Regions from separate parts of the Mus musculus genome. Here region 2 is linked to region 1. The links are chromatin contacts, called in public ChIA-PET maps. All regions are on one chromosome and are shown on one strand. Each heading gives the region's core, a stretch centred on a gene start, on an enhancer-like site or on the middle of the called end of the contact. The rest is flanking DNA. Distances are from core to core; before and after follow the strand shown.

The links. ChIA-PET counts read pairs in DNA pulled down with a chosen protein or histone mark.
Region 2: an RNA polymerase II ChIA-PET map of memory CD8 T cells shows a contact between it and region 1, with 6 read pairs. The contact joins two enhancer-like sites. A contact is called at or near these places in 1 of 39 promoter capture datasets (liver), 1 of 115 datasets of contacts at active chromatin or transcription factors (memory CD8 T cells) and 1 of 9 other capture datasets (pancreatic islet).

What each region holds. Positions count from the first base shown.
Region 1 is chr5:114,503,145-114,507,471 of GRCm38.p6, reverse strand. No RefSeq gene overlaps it. Among named protein-coding and RNA genes, the nearest start is that of Gm34722, 25 kb to the right of the region's middle. Within about 2 kb of position 2,056, at least 53 of the 459 cell types and tissues checked have an H3K27ac peak or open chromatin away from gene starts, as enhancers often do. A contact at or near this core is called in memory CD8 T cells and pancreatic islet, where this site is marked.
Region 2 is chr5:114,665,220-114,669,546 of GRCm38.p6, reverse strand. Gltp (glycolipid transfer protein) reads left to right here. Exons shown (of 5, transcript NM_019821.2): 5 at 1-57. Among named protein-coding and RNA genes, the nearest start is that of Trpv4, 9.0 kb to the right of the region's middle. Within about 2 kb of position 1,921, at least 246 of the 459 cell types and tissues checked have an H3K27ac peak or open chromatin away from gene starts, as enhancers often do. A contact at or near this core is called in memory CD8 T cells and pancreatic islet, where this site is marked.

The DNA.
Region 1 (4,327 bases), core at 807-3,306:
GACATTCCCGATAAAGACTTTACCAGCAGAACCATGTGTGCTGGCAGCAGTCCCCACGGAGGGAGAGGCAGGGGCAGAGGCAGAGGCAGAGGGAGGCCACCTTGGGAAGCAGACACACTGGGTTGGATGGGCTTCCACAACTTCTGGGTCCTGAGCCCACCAGGCAGTAGGGTCAAGCCCTACGGGCCTCACTCTCAGAACATCAGAAGCCAAAAGGACTGAGTCCTGGGCTCCCAAATCCTCAGAAACAACATCTCCTGGGGGAAGGATTCTGGGAAGAGATGGCATCACTGGACCTTCTGGATTCGGTTCCCCCAGTGAACCTGACACCAGTGGTTTGCACCAAAGGAGCCTCCCTAAGTGTGATCCCTGGGACCCTAAGTGTGACCCCTGGGACCCTGCTGCTTAAAATTCCTCCTCACCGGATACAGAAACAACATCTATCCCTCCTCCCAAGGCCCCTACAGCAAGCTGGGGTGCTATTAGGCCAAAGTTCAGTCAGGAAATGTGCTTCCTTACAGAGCATAGATGAGGGGTGCCTACAGGAGTGTGGATGCTCCCCAAAGGCCTAACTAAGAAGCCCTTGCCCAGCAGGGATGGCTCCCTCCATAACCTTCCACAGCCTCTGCACTCTAGGCCTTCCCATTACCATGTGTTACTGAGGCAGACTTGCACACAACACATGGTAGAGAGTATTGGAGACTCAGATGAGGGTCTTGTGCCCCCTCTACTCCTTGGCAGTGGGAAAACAGTCAAAAAGCCCAGCTGGGGAATCCTGTTACAAGGGAGCAAGATGGAAGTTGCTTGGTTTGTGTACTGGCTGGTTTTGTGTGTCCACTTGACACAAGCTGGAGTTATCACAGAGAAAGGAGCCTCCCTTGAGGAAATGCCTCCATGAGATCCAGCTGTGAGGCATTGTCTCAATTAGTGATCAAGGGTAGAAGAGCCCATTGTGAGTGGTGCCATCCCTGGGCTGGCGGTCCTGGGTTCTATAAGAAAGCTGAGCAAGCCAGGGGAAGCAAGCCAGTAAGTAACATCCCTCCATGGCCTCTGCATCAACTCCTGCCTCCTGCTTTCTGTGTTTTCCATGGGGGCTTCCTGGGGACATCCCACAGATCTGATGGCTGATTCTAGGCAGCATGGAAGGAAAGGAGAGCCCTGTTGGGTATCTGGGAAGTCCCCTCCACCAGTCCTTTGTGTGCAGCAGAGTGGAACTTTATTGCATTCAAACCCACCCTTTGCAACCTGCACCCCCAGGACAGGAGTCAACAGAATTCAGACATGGGCCCCGTGGAGGCCCCCAACAGCCTCTAGGATGGGTATCCTAGGACACCATGAAGAGCCTCAACAGAGATCAAGTAAGCCGGAGTCCTGGGACACAAATACGAAAGACATTCCAGGAAAGGAAGTGAGTTTGTGCCAGTTTGGAGCAGGGTGGCTTCAGGCATACAGACAGCTCTGGATATGGGGGAGTCCCGTGAGAAATTCAAGTGTCCTCAGCCCCATCCCTCTGCACATGGAGTCCCAGCTGTGTCTGGCGCTGTCTTGGGCTGGAGCTCAGTGGTCCCCCAAGCTGGAGGCAAACAGGAGGGGAGGAGCAGAGAGAAAGCAAACACGGGCCCAAGCGCCAGGTGTTGGTAGAAGGTTGCTAGGTAAGAGAACTTAGACAAGCAAGAAGCCGAATTTGCTTATCTTCTTCCCGTTCTGATGTGGTTGAGTTCTGTCTGGGAAGACAGAACAGCTTCTGCTGTATAACGTAGCGGTCACAGCCAAAGCCACACAACCTAATGTGACACTCCAGCCCAAGGTAGCCATTTCTAATTCATATTCTCTTCCTCCCTCACTCCCCCCTCCCTGTTTTGTGCTTGTGGTTCGTGATATGATCCTTCAGCTTCTTGTACCTGGTACCAGGCCTGCCACCTGCTGTCTCTGCTCCAACCAGCGTGGACTCTAGTGCTTAAGGAAACACAAATGCACTCTTTTCTAAGTTGACTTGCCATCGTGTTTGATCACAACAACAGGAAAGCAGCTGGTCTGGCTAGGGATGAAACCCACGGCTTCCTGTGTGTGAGATAAGCACTCTGCTACCTCCCCAGCCCACAGCCTCTTTTGCTAGGCTCCAGGCAAGACAATGAAGACAGCTGAAGGTGCCTGACTCCCGGACCTCTGAATGGCCCCAGCCCTCCGTTTTCTCATCTATAAAATGTGGGTATTTTAAAGCACCCTCAGAAAAGGTATGGTCAAGAAAGGCAAGGTGGTGTTCAGGACCGGCCATAGTGACAGGCCTTCCTTCCCAGTCCATCTTGGCTGGCTCAGAGACTTCAAACACGGCAGGAAAAACCTGGAAATACATGAGGCCACACTTGGCTCTCTCTGTACCCCCCACTCCCACCCTGCACCCTCTGAGAGGCCACACAGCCCCCAGCCTTGCCCTCAGGTCCCCTCTACTGCCTTGTTGCCTGTCTCTAAACTTTGCCCCTCCCTAACCTGCCATCTGTCGCTCGACATCCAGCATCCAGGAAGTCTCTTTGCCTCAGTGAGCTTCGTGCCAGGAGTTCAGCCATGTTCCACCACAGAAGCTTCCAGAGATAAAGCCATAGGAGCCGTGGGGTTTTCAGACCTGTAGCTGTCCACCCTGCCCACCCAAAACCCACCCCAGGGCTCATCAGAAACAGGCTACACAGAGTATGGCTGCAGATGTGATTCTTGAAGTTAATTTACACCCCATTTACACAGGCTCCAGATACCAGAGATTCTGGGCAGGTTTATCTGAATGCCAAGGGAGAGAGGGAAGGAAGGGCTGGGGCTGAGCCTGGGCCCTTTCCACCCAGCCACTTCTTCTCCCTGGTCCATCTCTGAGGACAGCAGTCCACAGATACCTTAGCATTCACTGTTCCTTCCCTGAGCCCCAGCCCTTGCACCCCAAAACTTCCACGCTTGAGTCACGGATGGCAGGCATTCTAGGAACAGAAATCTCATGTCCTGGTAGCTCCTGGGCATGTAGGGTCTGACTCAGTGCTTCTAGGATTGTGTGACAGTCAACTGTCCACTGGCCTCTGTGGATAGAACTGAGTCCTCAGAAGCATGTGGTGATGTCCACAGCCCAGAGAATGGGGCCTTAATTGGAGATGTAGCTGCCCTTGGTTTCAGGGATGGAGAGGCCTTCCGGTCAGAGGTAATTAATGAGGATCCTAACTCACCCATGGGATCAGAACCCCTTTAAAAGACCTCAGAGTCAAAGGTGAGGCTTGTTTGTCCTCCTGTCCTTCTGCCATGGGAGGACACAGTATCTCCTCCTTTAGAGGATATACCACGTCACTGTCCTGCACACAGAGAATGGGCTATCTCCAGACCACACTGGCCATGCCTTGGTTCCAGCTTCCCCAGCTGTAGAACTGAAAGTCTCACCTTCCCATCCTCTCCCTGTCAGTTCTCTGGTCTGGGCCTCTTTGTCATGTGGCATGTGCTCACTGCCATGATCTGAGGAGCTGGGACAGAGTTAAGACAAGGCCCAGAGGCAAGCATCTCTTCAAGAGAAGGGGAACTGGGCAGGACACACATACCTCGAATCCCAGTGTTCAGGAGGCAGAGGCAGGTGGATCGTTATGAATCTGGGGTCAGCCTGGTCTACATAGTGAGTTCCATGCTAGTCAGAGCTACATTGTGAGACTCTGTCTCGAAGGAAGGAAGGGAAGGGAAGGGAAGGGAAGGGAAGGGAAGGGAAGGGAAGGGAAGGGAAGAGAAGGGAAGGGAAGGGAAGGACTTAGACATAGAAACCTGCTCCCAATGATGACAGACTCAGTTTCAGGGGAACACCTGCCACCAAAGAACCCCAAGGATTAAAAAAAAAAAATCAGGGGCTGGAGAGATGGCTCAGCGGTTAAGAGCACTGACTATTCTTCCAAAGGTTCTGAGTTCAAATCCCAGCAAACTCATGGTGGCTCACAACCACCTGTAATGAGATCTGATGCCCTCTTCTGGTGCATCTGAAGACAGCTACAGTGTACTTACATGTAGTAAATAAATAAATCTAAATCAATCAATCTATCTATCTATCTATCTATCTATCATCTATCTATCTATCTATCTATATCAGAAACCAGGAGAGATGTCTGGGGATCAGGGGCTGGCGTGGTCTCACACCCTGTGATCCCAATCATTGAGAGGAAGAGACAAGACTATGAGTTGAAAGCCAGTCTGGGCAACATAAGGAGACCTGTCCCATACCCCACATATACTCAAAAAAGAGGTGTGGGAAGTCCTGTTGAAGCAGGTTTCAGCCTTCCTCCTATTCATGACCCCATCTGTCCATGGACTCTCTAGGGAC
Region 2 (4,327 bases), core at 672-3,171, 160 kb before region 1:
AAGTATTGGGGTAAACCTGCCCTGAAAGAATTGATGTATGTTTAAAAAAAAAAAAAACCCAAAAAGCCCAATGAGGAACAATTGGTGATTTTTATGCAGAAACTAAATAATCCTTAATAAATAAATCTATATTTTGAAATCACACCTGCATGTGTCTGTGGCGCTTGATTCTTTTAGTATTTTCGGTGTCAAAGGTTCCAGCTGGGGGCTGTGAGAGTTAACCCGGCACTCCTGGGAAGGGGGGACCTGCACTGATGAACCAACTGCCTCCTCCTGACTGACAGGCCTGTGGGCACACCTGTGCTGCCTGCTCTTGACTGCTAATTGATGCAGGATGCCCCGCCCACCCTGGGCGCTGCCATCCCCTGACAGGAGGACCTGGGCTGTGTAGGAAGCTAGGAGTTAGTGTTCCTCTGTGGTCTCTGCCTCAGGTTGCTGCCTTGACTGCACTCTATGATGGACTGTCCTGTAAGGCAAATAAATTCTCACACACACACACATGCCAGCTGATTTTGGTCAGAGGTATGGCTGTAGCCACAAAAAGCAAACTAGAACAGGGACCCTTCAGCCAAATCCTTCAAGGGCCTGTCTTCTGGTCTGACTCAAAAAAATATAACTGGTAATCAGATAAAGAGGTTTCACAGAATAAAAGAAATCACATATATAGCTCCTCTGAAACACCAGTATCTAAACCTGGTGGCATGTAGCTGCAATTCCAGCACTTTAGAAGCAGATGTAGGAAGATTGTGAGTTCAAGGCCAGCCTGGGCTACATAGCAAGACTGTTGAGCAACAAATGAGGGGAGGGGGAGAATCATGATTCTCAGTGGGGGCTGAAAAACGACCGTCCCTTGGCTAGATTAAGGGGAGGGTGCGTTCTTCGTTTGCCTTGGATTCTGCCCAGGTCGAAGAAAAAGCCGATTCTTTTTCTGATACTAGGGTTACAAGGAGAGGGAAATATTTTTCCTTGACCTCTGGGCAGTGCCCGAGGGAGACACAGGTACCCAGTTTGGAAGGCTGGCTTCAGACATGGCCAGGGGATGGAAGTCTGTGAGGCCTGATTGCTTGCAGAGAGGTTGGGCTACCTGCCAATAAAAGACTTCCATCTAGTGTCTTCCATCTCGTTCCAGTGTACTGCAGTAAGGTCGGGAGGGCTCGTCTTTTTTTTTTTGTTTTAGAAGGGAGAGACTTGCCCAGGGCCAGTCTCCTTCACTCCGGGCACCTGCTGGGAGATTTTGAGCCCAGAGACAGGTGTCTAGCTCATCCCTGTCATTAGGGCACTGAATTCTTCCTGGGGTATGGAGAGAAAGAACACACACTGAACACAGGTATACCAGGCCCAGCCAATGGGCTTCAAAATATCAGTTCACCTGGAATGTCAGGAGCCCCACTTACCAGAGGAGAAAACAGCCCCGTCCCCCGGGGGACTCCTATCTCACTCCATGTCCCCAATAGTGAGACAATGGGTTCCTCAAACCCCCAAGTAGCCCCTTAGGTATCCCTCAAATAACTTCTTATGCCAAGAAACTCCAAGTGTCCGAAGTTTGCTTGACCTATTTGCTTGTTGAGTCACTCACTTAAAACGCCTACTCTCCAAACTTTTTCTAACGTGTGCCTGATGCCGACGACAGATCGAAGCATCCTCCACGCTTCAGGCCCCAGTTTCCTCATCTGTAACGCCGAGGTCTTACCAGGCTTAAGTTTAAACATTACCGCGGTATCTGCAAGACGACTGCAGCGGTTTGGAGCTGCTTAGCGAGAGTGTAAAAACTGCACCCCCGTGTGGAAGGCATGTGAGATGTAGTTTCCGCGTGTCCGGTAGGTGGCGCTGTCCGCACGCGTCTTTGCTGGGGGAGCCAGGGGCGGGGCCTGCCAACCACTCCTCCGCGTCCGGCCGGCGGCCACGCCCACAGTGGGCGGGCACAGTCCACTTCCGCATTCTGACTTCAGGCTTCCAAAAGTCTCATACTCTCTGCTGCTGCTGCGCGGTCAGCACCTGACAGTTCTTTCGTGGGTCTGTCTGCACGCCTCTCTGTGCCCGTTTCCCCACGTGTACGCTACAGAAGCAATCTTTACTTTTCAGGATCATGTAAAATACCGTCTGGAAATGCTTGACACAAAAATAAGTAAGTAAGTAAATAAATTGCGCTGGAGAGATGGCTGTTATTCTCAGTCCTCACGTTTAGGATGACAGCCGTCTGTAATTCCAGTTCCATGGGATCTTGCGCCCTCTTTTGAACTCTCTGGGCACTGTGGGGCACGTGGTGCGCACATATACACAGAGGCAAAACACTCATATAATAAGATTTTTTTTTAAAAAATTAATAAATTGCCAGGCAGCGGTGCACGCCTTTAATCCCAGCACTTGAGAGGCAGAGGCAAACAGATTTCTGAGTTCGAGGCCAGCCTGGTCTACAGAGTGAGTTCCGGGACAGCCAGGGATACACAGAGAAACCCTATCTGGAAAAACCAAACCAAACCAAAACAAATAATAATAATAATAAAATGTCTGGTGCATGGGAGATTGTCAACACTCACCTTTGCTAATATTTTTTTTATTTATTGTGATTCTGACACCTGGCTGGAGCTCCTCAAGGGACAACCTAGCCCCAGTTTAATTAGCTAAACCTCAGCACAGTCACTTCTTGTTCAACCACACATCAGATCTCATGCTGACACATCAGCCTAGCATGCCGGTGGCACATGCACATGCCTTTAGTCTCAGCACTGGGGAGGCAGAGGCATGTTGATCACTGAGTCTGGGGCCAGCCTGGTCTACAGAGTGAGCCTGGCTGTATAGTGAGACTCTATCTCAAGACAGACAGACATTCTAGACTGTTCTGTAATCTGGCTGCTATTTCTTTTTTTTTTTTTTTAAGATTTATTTTACTTATTATGTGTGAGTACACTGTAGCTGTCTTGAGACACCAGAAGAGGGAATTAGCCACCATGTGGTTGCTTGGAATTGAACTCATGATCTCTGGAAGAGCAGTCAGTGCTCTTAACCGCTGAGCCATCTCTCCAGCCCCTGGCTGCTATTTCTCCCTCTCCTCAATGTGTTGTATGACTCTGGGTAAATCACTTCTTTCCTTGGGACCTCCATTTTGTCATCTTTAAATGGGGGGTGGGGCAGTGTTGGTTACATATTTCAAAGTTCTAGCTTCTCAGTTCTGTTCACCTGAATGGACACCTAAGCCCAAAGAGCAGTGTCTGGCTTATCCTAGCCGTGTAGTAACATCAGTCCTTAGCCTGTGTCCTGGGAGGGGACCACACTCTGCAGCCTTGAGCCCCAGAGAAGGCTGACAGTCACAGCTACTTGGTAACTAACCCTAAGTCATTCCTTGGTCTGTGATGATTGCCTGGAAAGAGTCCTTCAGCTCCTGTTTACAGAGCATCTACTCTGCACAAGACCCTGATGTAGGCTCAGCGAATCCTGCAACATGGCACAGAGGCACCAGCCCCAGCCCCAGAGCAGAGAGAGTCACGAGGTTTGAGAGTGAATGGCAGACGGGACGTTGTCATGGGGATTACTTACGGAGTCCTGATTTAACCTGGGAGCTGACTGACGTAGAACTCTCTGAAGAGATGTCCTTAGAGCTGAAACCTGAGCAGGTTACAGCAAGAGGCTGGTAATATTTCGTGCAAAAGCCCTGGAGTTAGGGAGGAACATCTGTCTTTCCTGATAGCGCGAGGGACAAATACCACGTCTAATGCTCTTACACGACGGGCAAGTTCTACCACTTGGGTATGAGTTGGTATGTGCTAGGGACAGAGAGAGAGAGGCCCATGTAGGCAGAGCCTGGCCGTCTAGGGAAGATGTCTCCCATAGGTGCTGAGTTTACTAGAGGGGCTTGGCTTCTATTCCAAGAACAGAGAACTGTTTTAGTGAGAAGACAGTGACAACGTTGACACTATAAGCAGCTGTTCGCCAGGTGCTCAAGGAGGCCCTGGTCATGGACTCTGGAGAAGCGTTGATAGTCCTAGCACCTGGCTCCTCCTGATTGGCATCAACACTGGCACCAGCATCGCCTGCCTTTGTGGTCTGACCTGGTGGGTGGGGGTGGGGTGTCTTCCAAGTCCTGGGACTATAGCTCGGTCACTAGAGTGCTCTCCTGGCAGGCAAAGCCCCAGCATCCCAATGTCTGGATGCGGTGGCTGGCACACACCTATTATCCCAGACTTGGGGGGGGGGGCGGAAGGAAGCAGGAGGATCAGAAGTTCAAGGTCTTCCTCAGCCACACAGCCAATTCAAAGCAGGATACCCGAGACCTCGTCCCCGACAACCGCCCTAGCCCTTGCTTGAGACAGGCTCATTCACATCTCACAAA